Regions from separate parts of the Mus musculus genome. Here region 1 is linked to region 2. Evidence: chromatin contacts called from public targeted proximity ligation data. All regions are on one chromosome and are shown on one strand. The core of a region is the stretch at or near the end of the contact, and the rest is flanking DNA. Distances in the headings are between cores, read along the strand shown. Region 1 holds the start of Ssh3 (slingshot protein phosphatase 3). Region 2 holds the start of Gstp1 (glutathione S-transferase, pi 1).

Region 1 (5,495 bases), core at 2,738-5,237, 230 kb after region 2:
AGCTACATTGATGATCTGGTCCCTACCTCCTACAGCCTGCACTCACCAAGTAGAGGTGGGGGAAGATGCGAGAGGCCCGGTCTTGCTGGGCCATGAGCAGCAACATCTGGTTGTCAATAAAGTCACGGTACTGCTGGAGAGGACATCCCAGACGCAGCTCCAGGGCCTGACGGATCTTCAGGGGTGGAAGTGGGTCAGGCAAGAGAAGAGGCTCCATCGTGAAGCCTCTGAGGACAGTACCCTGACCCATCTACACAGAACTGAAGTCAGGGATTGGGACTGGCTTAGTGCTAGAGGAAAGCAGGGTGAGAAAGGCCCCAAGGAAAGGCGAGTCTCAGGCTCTGGGCCCAGCCACCCTGCCCACCTCTTTAGAAGTGACACTGTCCAGGTCACTGGTGTCCAACACCTGCCACAATTCAGCCAGGATCGCCTGCTCCATCTTTTCCTGCTCTGAAGCCCTGGTAGTGATCCTTTAGTAAGAGGCCATTTCACTGAGGTACCACCACCACCACCACCTCCTCCTCCTCCTCCTCCCCATCCCCCAACCCCTGCCCTGGTACTGACTGTCCAGGCTCAGCATTAGGTGGTCGAAAGGACTCCAGGTCAGACATGGCCATCCACTCATTGAGGCAACCCTGGTCAGAGTTGAGTTTCTCCTGGTAGTAAGTAGCCCAGGCAAGGGCACTGCCACCAGGCACAAGGCCACTGCCTAGAGCTACCTCACATGCCTGGTGCAATACCTGCAGTGTGGCCCTGGGACAAGAAAGAGGGGCTAAGTCACTCAGTCCTACTTGGTTCCCTCTCCTGGGCCTGGCTGCCACCTAAGAGCCTGGCCCAAGGTTAGGGCTCTGCAGCGCTTACCACATGGTCTGGATAGAGACAGGCTTGAAGATTCGGCTTTGACCACCAGATGTCACACTGAAGCCCCTGCAGGAGACCCAGGGAGGGTGGAACCAAATACCAGGCTCTCAGAGAACCTGTTCATTTGCCAGATATGGGGATGCTGAGGCCCAGAGTTAGGTGACTTGCCCAAGATCATAACGTATAAGAAAGTAGGTCCCAGCACCGCCCCACTGTTCAATGCCTGCCTCCCCATTCTTCTCTCTCCCCTCCTGTTGCTGCCTCTTACCCATCGCCGTCCAGGTACACCTGGGTATCACTCCAGAGGGGCAAGACCAGGCCCAGGGTGCAGCTGTGGGAACTGGCAGGGGACAGGAGAGCCATTGTTCCTCAGCACCTCACAGCCTTGGCCCAACCCTTCTCTCCCTGCTCCTACCTGCTGTCAGGGAAGTCCACCCCAAGCAGGATGGCCTCCTCACTCAGTTCTTCTCCCGTGGATACTACCAGCAGGTAGCGAAGTCTGGGGGGTCGGGCTGCCTCCAGCTGGGCTGCCTAGAAAGATGGAAGAGGCCCTGAATTATAGGAGCTCCAGGATCTGTTTCTTCACTCCACATGGACACAGCTCACATCTTGACAGCCCCTGTACCACCAATTCCTAGACAGAAGATCAGTGGCTACTGGAGAATATAGTGGTACTCCTTTTTTGCAGTTTGTGACTCAACAAACTGTCTTTTGAAGTCTGACCCCCAAAACTGTGCTACTTCTGGCAGTTTCCGCAAGAGAGTATCTGAGTGAGAAGGCGGCCATCCTTCTTGCGGCCTTCAAGAGACAACTGAACTAAGGGTCTTCTGGAAGAACGGTCAGAACTCTTAACCCCTGAGCCACCTCTCTAGCCCTGCTACTAGCAAATATTTTATTTGAGAAATGCCTCCTACCACAGATATTAATCTTTGTTTTTGTGGTGCTAGGAATTAGATGTAGGGCCTCACACATGCTAGAAAGATTTCATCTTATAATGGCTTAGAACAACATTCCTGGGGCTGGAAAGATGACTCAATGGTTAAAAGCATTGGCTAATCTTCCAGAGGACCCAGACTCAGTTCCCAGCACCCACATGACAGCTCACACCAGTCTGTAATTCCAGTTCCAAAGCTTCTGATACCTTCACACAGACATACATGCATGCAAAACACCAAAACATGTAAGAAAAAAGACAAACAACAAAACCCTAGGGCTTCTGTTCTAAACAGCTTTTCCAAAGCTCGAATCTTCTTCATTCTTTGCTGCCAACAAGAAGTGTCTGCCTCCACACACTTTCTGGAGCTGGCCCTTAGGTTCCAGGGGATCCCAGACTTCTTGGGTGCTCTGGTCGCCTGACTGGCACTTAGCTGCCAAGGCGTACTACACAACCCTGGGAGTATGAGTCCATCTCTGGGCAACTCACTAGTATCAACAGAGGCCTCCTGTGGATTAACAGAGACCTCCCTCATATAACCCCAGCTCTTGGCTCACAGGGGACAAACCTCCCTTGTCCATTCCCAGCCCTCCAGAGACAGATATGCCCTTGCCTTGCTGTCTCTAGATGAAGTGGCAGAGTTGTTGTGGCCCCAGATCTCATAGCACTGATCTTAGATAGACATGAGCTCCGGGTGGTTCCTTACCAGGCGGATATCATCCTGCGGCCTCAGCAGCTCCACCATGAGGTGCAGGTGCCGCTTTTGCACTTGTTTCCAGGGACTCTGGAGTCCTTGCCCTTTGTCAGTCTGGTCCTCGGTGGGCTGTTCCTCACCTGAGGGTTCCTCCATTGGCTCAGAGTCAGCCTCAGATGCAACATTACTGTCCCCTCCATCCTGAAGTCCCAGGACAGCCCCTCGGAGCACCGCAAAACTCTGCCTGGCAGAGCGATGGGGACATGGTTCAGGTCATAGGTTTTCAAACTTTAGGGAGGCTGAGTCCCCTGGCTGGCGGAAGTGGGCTGCTGGCCCGCTCTCCAGAGTCAGATGGGCCGGAGTGAGGCACAGTTTGCACTTTTGTAACCAGGACCCTGATAGCGGTAGGCACCTAGAGCCAGCCTTGGGCTCTCAGGCTCCTCCTCACCTTGTTTTGCACCTTTGGAATGTGTTCCTTTTCGGGGTGGACTCAGATGCTATAAACTTGTTTAAGCACTTATACTCCTTCAGGTCCCATCCTGCCCTTGGTCCTGGGATTACTGGGCGAGCCAAGGTCCAGGTAATGTGTGAAAGCATCTACTGGCCAGGGCTAAGTTAACCATGCTGGTTCTTCCACAAGCCAGAGATGTGATGTTTGCCAGCTCCACCCACAGCATCTGCCTCCCACCTAAGCATGAGTTTATCTGACAATACTTAAGTGAGTCCTTGGTCCAAGCAAGACATCAGGAGTCCACAATGGCAGCAGCTAGGCCACAGGCTATAAGGAAGCATTTGTCAGACAGAACTCACCTGCGCTGGAGCCGGCCTCTGCGTCTTACCACTCGGTCCTGCTGAGAAAGCAGCCCGGGAATAGAGTAAGAGAGCAGCTTCCAGGACAGGAAGCACCCAAAAGCCTCTCCTCTTCCTACAAGGGAGCGCTAGGTGGAAAAGAAATCTCTTTCCTCTGAAGCCGCTCCCCTCCAACAGGCCCCAGAGAAACCCGGCCTAAGTCCAGGTACAGCAGTGCTGCAAGGATAGGGGGTTGCAGAGTGTGGGAGGTATTTGGGCAGATCTGGGCTTCAACAGACCCGGGCGGTTCTCAGGATTCCGCATCTACCTACGTCGAGCTCCTGGGAGCCTCAGGGCCTCCCAAGTGCCTTAAAACGTGAGACTCAAGGTCCCCCTCCGCCTACTCCCAGCCGTCTGCTAGGGGCAGGACTTGCTCCCTAAGGCCTACCTTGGCAGCCAACTGTAAGAGCGTAAAACCAAGCTAAACTCACCGTGGGTCCCACAGGCGTGGAGTGGCCACTTGCCGGCGGCGAGCGACTCACTGTGACCAGCGCCATAAGGTAGGCAGGCCCGGAACACCTGGGCGAACACCCGGCACGACCCCTCCCTCAGCCTTACGGTCAGTCCCTGCCTTCGCACAACCAGGAAGAAGAGATTGGAGCCACCAGGGCCTGGCACCTCCTCGGGAGCGGCCCTTAAAGGGCCCGACTCATGACCAGTCTGGTCGCGTAGAGCTGGTACCGAGCGACAGCGGCCCCGCCCCTGCGGTCTCGGTTCAGCTTGCCCCGCCCCGACCGCGCTAGAGGCGTGGTCAAGGGCGTGGCGCAGGTGAGCCCAGACCTCACTTTCCCTGCTTTGGTCGCTTTGCCCACAGAAGGCTTTCAACCCTTCTTGCTGCACCCAGTAAGACTTGGACCCCCACTGTTTGGTTTATGCTATGGTTTCTTGGAAAGGAAGGAGCAAGGGCAACAGTTTTGTTTTTGAGACAGGGTCTCACTATGTAGCTGACAGACCTGAAACTCATTATATAGAGCAAGTCGCCTAAAACCCAGAGATCCACCTGCCTCTGCCTCCCAAGCACTAGAATTAGAGGCATGCGCCACCATACCTGGGAGGCAATGGGTCTTAAATCTACCACCCCATTCCAAACTTGCTCTCTTTTCTGCTTGGCTGTCATTCCTCTACTCTTGAGAAGATCTGGGAGAACAGAAGGCCTTTTTGGAATTTTTGCAATAGTCCCCAATACCTGTACGCATTTCAGGTCCACCCTAGGGGTGACTAGGACAGGGCTGAGCCCCTTCCCCAGAGAGTGACTTGCTTAAAGGTTCATTCTGGTAGAAAATACTTGAAACAGGGGGAACCTGTGCCTGAGTTTTGGGGATGAGGTGGGAGCTTCCCCCAGTAGGTAGAATAGGAAGACCCAGCCCAGCGGGAGTATGGACCATCAGGCTGGGTGGCAGGCAGAACCTGGGGTTGGGGTAGCATCCAGGGAAATTTCAGAATCTCCAGGAACTCCTGCCCCGTGAGAAGTGGTCTTATTTTCTAGCTGTAGAAATGGAGGCTCCAAAGCTGCTCAGTGCCAGCTCCAGCGAGGACTACCCATCAGTAACCCCATCCAGTGTCCCCTTGGTTCCAGACCACGCAGGACAGCAAGCCTACTGCTGATGGTCTCTTTATTTCCACCTCAGTCTCACTGCTAGCCTATCTTCAGTGCCCAGGTCCCAAGCTCAGCAGCAGACAGTTTATAAATAAATAAATTACAAAACCAGGCAGAAGGCATGGCCCTGGGGAGCCGTCCCAAGGCCAGGCAACTCAGTGCTCTGTGAGTGACAGCTGCAGGATCCGCTGTAAGTCGTCTTCTTCCTGCTGACCCCGTCGCTCCAACTCCTCCTGTTCCCTTGAAGACAACTCCAGGGCCAGGCGAAGCTGCTCCTCAAAGCTTGGGGGTGCAGGGGATGGAGGTGTCTTCTGAGGAGATTCTGGACCCCTGGACTCTGTGGACAGCTGTAGGCTTTCCTGCAGGGCCCTTCAGGGTAAGGGTTGAGGGGAGAGCAGACCAGTGAGAAGGCTTGGGGAGGAGCCAAGCCCATGCAATTTTGAGAACAAGGTGTCAGGGACAGAGACAAGCAGGCCCTCTTTTGGCTCTTCATGCTCCCCACGGTAAGCAGCATTTTGCCATGTGAAGGCATGGAGCCCTTGGATCAGAACTCCCTGGCT
Region 2 (5,657 bases), core at 1,973-4,472:
AAGCCACTGTCTCATGCAAATTAGAGCATGGTGGTGACTCAGAGCATTTAGTGGATGGTGACAATCTACACAGTTACCTAGCCTCAGGGGTTCTCTTACAACAACAAAATCCAGGCTGAAAAGAGAAATGTCCTTCTCAGCCTTGGCTGTCCTGGAACTCACTATGTAAACCAGGCTGGCCTCGAACTCAGAAATCCGCCTGCCTCTGCCTCCCAAGTGCTGGGATTAAAGGTGTGCGACCTGCCAAGAAATGTCCTTCTTATCTTCAAGCACAGAATATTGAGGCCAAGGAGAGAAACTTGCAGGAACAACCTGAGCACAGTCCACAGCTGTGATCACAACATTTCAGAGATAGACACTCACACATCACCAGCAAGGTAAGCAGAGGCCCTCTGTATAGTTTGTGACCCTTCACCAGGCCAGCCTCAGGTCACAGTGCCTCAGTCTATCCCAAGGCAGGGAACTAGCTTGGCCTGTAGCCAGGTGTTGAGTGTTTCTAGGACTGACTGGCAAATCAACATGGGTCCCCCTTCATTAGATGTTGGTTCATTTCTCTTCTTCTGCTCTTAACCCCTTCCTGTTTCAAAGGTCAGCAAATATTAAGCAGGAAGATGTCCTGGTCCCACCCTTATGTGCAAGTTTCCTGTCCTCTGCCCTTTTCCAGCCTGAGGGTCCCAGAGCCCCCTTTTCAACAGGAAACAGCACCAAAGACACCTCTTCTGTCTTACAAACTTTATTAGTGCTGGGAAAACGGGGACAAGAAGCTCTTGTCTCTTCAGTCCACTACTGTTTGCCATTGCCATTGATGGGACGGTTCACATGTTCCGGGGAGGACAGAAAGGCCTTGATCTTGGGCCGGGCACTGAGGCGAGCCACATAGGCAGAGAGCAGGGGGAAGTTGTCCAGGCAGCCAGGGGCCAGGACTTGGTGGATCAGCAGCAGGTCCAGCAAGTTGTAATCGGCAAAGGAGATCTGCAGGGGCAGGAGGTGTGGGTCTCAGAAGCTGGGAGGAGGCTGGGGCTGGGGGGCAGAGAGCTGAGGGCCCCCACCTCCACCCCTTAGCTCTGCTCCACTTTACATATGGCTCCCTCTTGTCCTTATCCACAAGGCAAAGGCAATGCAAGAGATGCTCACCTGGTCACCCACGATGAAAGCTTTGCCTCCCTGGTTCTGGGACAGCAGGGTCTCAAAAGGCTTCAGATGCCCAGGCAGGGCCTTCACGTAGTCATTCTTACCATTCTCCTGCCAGGGAGACACCCAAAGATGTACCATCCTCCCACTGTCACAGTGCCCTGGGCACTGGACTCCTGCTGCCCTGTAATGAATTCCAGATATACCCCACCCCCCAGGGACATGGCCTACCACTACCTACTTCCTGGGCTGCCTGGTGTCAGGAGACTAGCCACCACTGTGCCTGCTGCCAACACCCAGGCTTTGACCAGGTCTCAGTCACTTCAGCTGCTAATTCTTTCTTACACCATTCAACCACTCCATCCCTTCTATGCTCTCCCTCCCTACCATAGGCTGCCCTGGACAGCTCACAGTGTAGCTCAGGCCACCCAACTACTGTGATTGCAGGTGTGCATTACCACCCCCAGCTAAGTTCTCTGGTCTTTATCATAGTAAAGCTCTCAGAGCTGGCACCCTGAGGATCATTCGGAGCTTCACATTTAAATCCAGCCATGAACAGACTCTTCAACAGCCCCACAGAGTCCAAGCCAGCTGGTCCAAGGGCTTTAGGACCTGGCCTTCTGCCCCAGCTCTGTCTCTTCATGTTCTGCCCCTATGCACACACCCACACACGTGAGGGCACACACACTCTTCCTATCTGCACCCGCTGACCTCTCCTGAAGCTGTCTATTGGCCCTCTTTACAGTGCCCCAGACTGCCCTACCCTGCTTCGGGCTCTGATACAGGAAAGGAAACTAGGGAGGCAAAAATACACAAAGCTCCTTTGCCCATCGCTCCCAACCCCCACTCCCCGGGATCTAGGCTCACATAGTTGGTGTAGATGAGGGTGACATATTTGCCGCGAAGGTCCTCCACCCCATCATTCACCATATCCATCTGGGCGGCCTCCCTCTGGTTTTTCCCATAAAGCCCTACGGGTTGAGAGAGACAGCATGACTGATCCCTGATTTCCTCAGGCATGTGGCTGTTGGTAGGTCGAGGTCTTGGGGGAGGGGATATGGGCAGTCATGTGAGACCCGAGCTCATGAAAGGCAACAGGAAGCCATGGCAGGCAGACCACAGATGCAGCCTGAACAAGAATAATCTCTGTGTGTCCCTGTTTTGCTCTGTCAACTCAAAACTAAAAAGGGAGTGGCCAGCTGGGCAGATACCCCCTGAAACAATAACTGATACCCCCCCCACCACCCTGCCCACCAGCTGGACCACCTGGGTTCAGGACTTACCCAAAGAGCGGCCAAGGTGTCTCAAGATGGCATTAGATTGGTAAAGGGTGAGGTCTCCATCCTCAAACTTGGGGAGCTGCCCATACAGCTGGAGGGAGGAACAAGAACCTTGGTGATGCTGCTGCCTCCCAGTCACAGCCCTCCTAAGGCCCTACCTCTGCCCCCTCCACTACGGGTGTCACTCACACAAGTGGGCTTGAGCAAGCCTTGCATCCAGGTATCTATGGTAACCACCTCCTCCTTCCAGCTCTGGCCCTGGTCAGCCAGCAGCATTCGCATGGCCTCACACCGCCCTGTATGGAGTCAGGGTAAGGATTTGGGGACAGCATTCAGGCCCAGCCTCAAAGCAATTTCAAGTACAAGGACCACTTGCAACCAGAAGGAGAATAAAAAATGAACTGGAATTTCTTCATGGAGGATAGGAATGGTGGGCTGCAACCCCTACCCCAGACCTCCCCTTCCTGCAGTCATTTGGTCTTACCTCGAACTGGGAAGTAGACAATGGTGTATGGTGGCACTGGGGTGGACAAGAGAAGAATGTTAGGTAGAAAAGGGGTAATGATTAGGTTTCAGAGTGGTACACTTTCCCACCCCATCTCCCGGGTCCCTTCTCTGGTTTGAAACGCCTCCCCATCCCCCACCCCACGCCCCAGGCTCCTGTTGCAAGCTGCCCGGTGCAAAGAGCGCCAGTCGTGAGCGAGCCCAGGCCCCGACAGCTGCAAGCTGGTTGTCCTGGGAAGCTGTGCGGAGCGGACTCACTGCCTGCTGGGTGCGGATTCAGTGCTGCGTAGACAGAGGGGTACTCAGAGTGAGGACGCACGCGTAGGCCACCGGGCCGCCAGCCTTATAAGGGGCATCGCGCTCCGCCCCGGATGCTGACTCAACACGTTGGAGAGAGAAGCCGGTAGCGGAGCTCTGCAGCTCCCGCCTCCTGCCGGGGACACTCGCTTGTGGGACCCGAGTCTGCAGCGGTGCTGGGTTCATTTTTTGGTCCTGCTCCGAGAAGGGTGTGTCCAGCTCCCTTCCACTTTGTACTGGAGCTGGACAGCTTTCTGCAGCATGTGCAACTCTGTCAGCCTTTTGCCTGTCCCCATCTACCAACCTCTGTAGTAGATTCCACTAGTGGCCATCCTTAACTCACCAACTTCTTTCTCCTCCCAAAGAGCTTCATTTGATCATTTGACCTTCGCCAGGAGTAATCAGAAAATTGTTATCCTAACTCCTCACACTCGACACAAACACCAAATAAATGATAAAAATAAACGAGACTAACAGGGTTGGAGAGATGGTGCAGCAGGTAAAGTACGTACTACACAAGTTCGAGCACCTTCTTCTCACCTCAGCACCTACATAAAAAGGGTGCAGCACGCATACAGAATCCCGACTCTAGTCCAGGTGGTGGCGGAGGCTCTCATCTTTAATCTCAGCACTCAGAAGAGAGGCAGGCAGATCTCTGTGAGTTTGAGGCCAGCCTGGTCTACAGAGTGAATCTCAGGACAGCCAAGGCTACACATGAGATTTTTGTCTTAGGAGAAAAAAAAAAAAAGGAACCCCAGCTCTGTGAGAATAGGGACAAATCTTGAGTTTTGTTAGCTGACCCGTCTAGATGAACAGGTAGGCTCCAGGTTGAGTAAGAGACCCTGTCTCAAAAAAATAAGGTGAAGAAAAAAAATTCATCTGTATGATTCTCCACCTTTAAACAGGCCAATCCAAGCCCCACATAACATAGGTGCACATTTACTGAATCTGGAGTCTTTATTCTGTTATGACATCTCTGTATTGTGTAAAACTTTCATTACATAAAACTGAATGATTTTTCAGTTGGTTTAAAAGAATCACCCCTAGTGACATCTTTTTTAAAGATTTATTTTATGTTTGTGAGTACACTGTAGCTGTCTTCAGACACACCAGAAGAGGGCATCAGATCCCATCACTGATGGTTATGGACCACCATGTGGTTGCTGGGAATTGAACTCAGGACATGTGGAAGAACAGTCAGTGCTCTTAACTGCTGGGCATCTCTTCAGCCCGATAATCCTTCTAATTTTAACTCTCAGGGCTAGTAAGAACAAGACAAAAAAAAAAAAAAAAAAAGAAGAAGCAAACAAAATCCACTAAAAGTTAGATTTCTGTTTAGATAAGATTTTATCTTCTCCTCGGTGTCTTACTTACTCTGAGAACTCTTGTTAACTCACCTTGGCTTGTATGTGTAGGGGGCAACAAAACTCACGTATCACCAGCAAGGTAAGCAGAGGCCCTCTGTACAGTTTGTGACCCTCCACCAGGCCAGCCTCGGGTCACAGTTCCTTAGCCCATCCAAAGCCAGGGAATTAGCTCTGGCCTGCAGCCAGGTGTTGAGTATTCCTGGGACTGACTGGCAAATCAACATGGGGCCCCCTTCATTACATGTTGGTTCACTTTTCTTTCTTCCTTCCTTCCTTTCTTTCTTCCGTTCTTCCTTCCTTCCTTCCTTTCTTTCCTTTTTTGTCCCTGGTTTTTAAGACAAGGTTTCTCTGTATAGATCTGGCTGTCCTGGAACTCTGTACACTCCTACACTCTGAAGATCAGGCTAGCCTCCAACTCAGAAATCCACCTGCCTCTGCCTCACAAGTGCTGGGATTAAATGTGTGCGCCACCACTGCCCAGCTCATTCATATATATATGTGTGTGTGTGTATGAGAGAGTTGGGGTGGGGGTGGGGGTAGAGGCAGGGTTTCTCTGTGTAGCCTTGGCTGGCCTGGAACTCACTTTGTAGACCAGGCTGGCCTCGAACTCAGAAATCCGCCTGCCTCTGCCTCCCAAGTACTGAGATTAAAGGCATGCACCACTATGCCCACTGTTTTGTTTTGTTTTTTAGATTTATTTATTATATGTAAGTACACACCAGAAGAGGGCATAAGTTCTCATTATGGATGGTTGTGAGCCACCATGTGGTTGTTGGGATTTTAACTCAGAACCTCCTGAAGAGCAGTCAATGCTGTTAATTGCTGAGCCATCTCTCCAGCCCTAATTTCTCTTCTTCTTCTGCTCTTAACCCCTTCCTGTTTCAAAGGTCAGCAAATATTAAGCAGGAAGATGTCCTGGTCCCACCCTTATGTGCAAGTTTCCTGTCCTCTGCCCTTTTCCAGCCTGAGGGTCCCAGAGCCCCCTTTTCAACAGGAAACGGCACCAAAGACACCTCTTCTGTCTTACAAACTTTATTAGTGCTGGGAAAACGGGGACAAGAAGCTCTTGTCTCTTCAG

The links.
Region 1: a targeted proximity ligation map of pancreatic cancer cells shows a contact between it and region 2. A contact is called at or near these places in 5 of 39 promoter capture datasets (the 3T3-L1 cell line, embryonic stem cells, hippocampal neurons and 2 more), 8 of 484 Hi-C or Micro-C datasets (the G1E-ER4 cell line, the NIH/3T3 cell line, embryonic stem cells and 5 more), 15 of 130 datasets of targeted methods (bone marrow-derived macrophages, embryonic basal ganglia, embryonic hindbrain and 6 more) and 2 of 9 other capture datasets (adipose tissue and liver).

What each region holds. Positions count from the first base shown.
Region 1 is chr19:4,265,246-4,270,740 of GRCm38.p6, forward strand. It overlaps Ssh3 (slingshot protein phosphatase 3), which reads right to left and starts at 3,988. Exons shown (of 14, transcript NM_198113.3): 1 at 3,770-3,988; 2 at 3,300-3,340; 3 at 2,502-2,733; 4 at 1,277-1,392; 5 at 1,130-1,201; 6 at 862-927; 7 at 565-753; 8 at 365-458; 9 at 47-175. The coding sequence starts at 3,835. It overlaps Ankrd13d (ankyrin repeat domain 13 family, member D), which reads right to left. Exons shown (of 15, transcript NM_026720.2): 15 at 4,935-5,304. The coding sequence ends at 5,091.
Region 2 is chr19:4,034,690-4,040,346 of GRCm38.p6, forward strand. It overlaps Gstp1 (glutathione S-transferase, pi 1), which reads right to left and starts at 3,223. Exons shown (of 7, transcript NM_013541.1): 1 at 3,174-3,223; 2 at 2,896-2,931; 3 at 2,601-2,707; 4 at 2,415-2,502; 5 at 1,999-2,102; 6 at 1,135-1,242; 7 at 722-972. The coding sequence starts at 3,174. The coding sequence ends at 784. Gstp2 (glutathione S-transferase, pi 2) reads right to left here. Exons shown (of 7, transcript NM_181796.2): 7 at 5,599-5,657.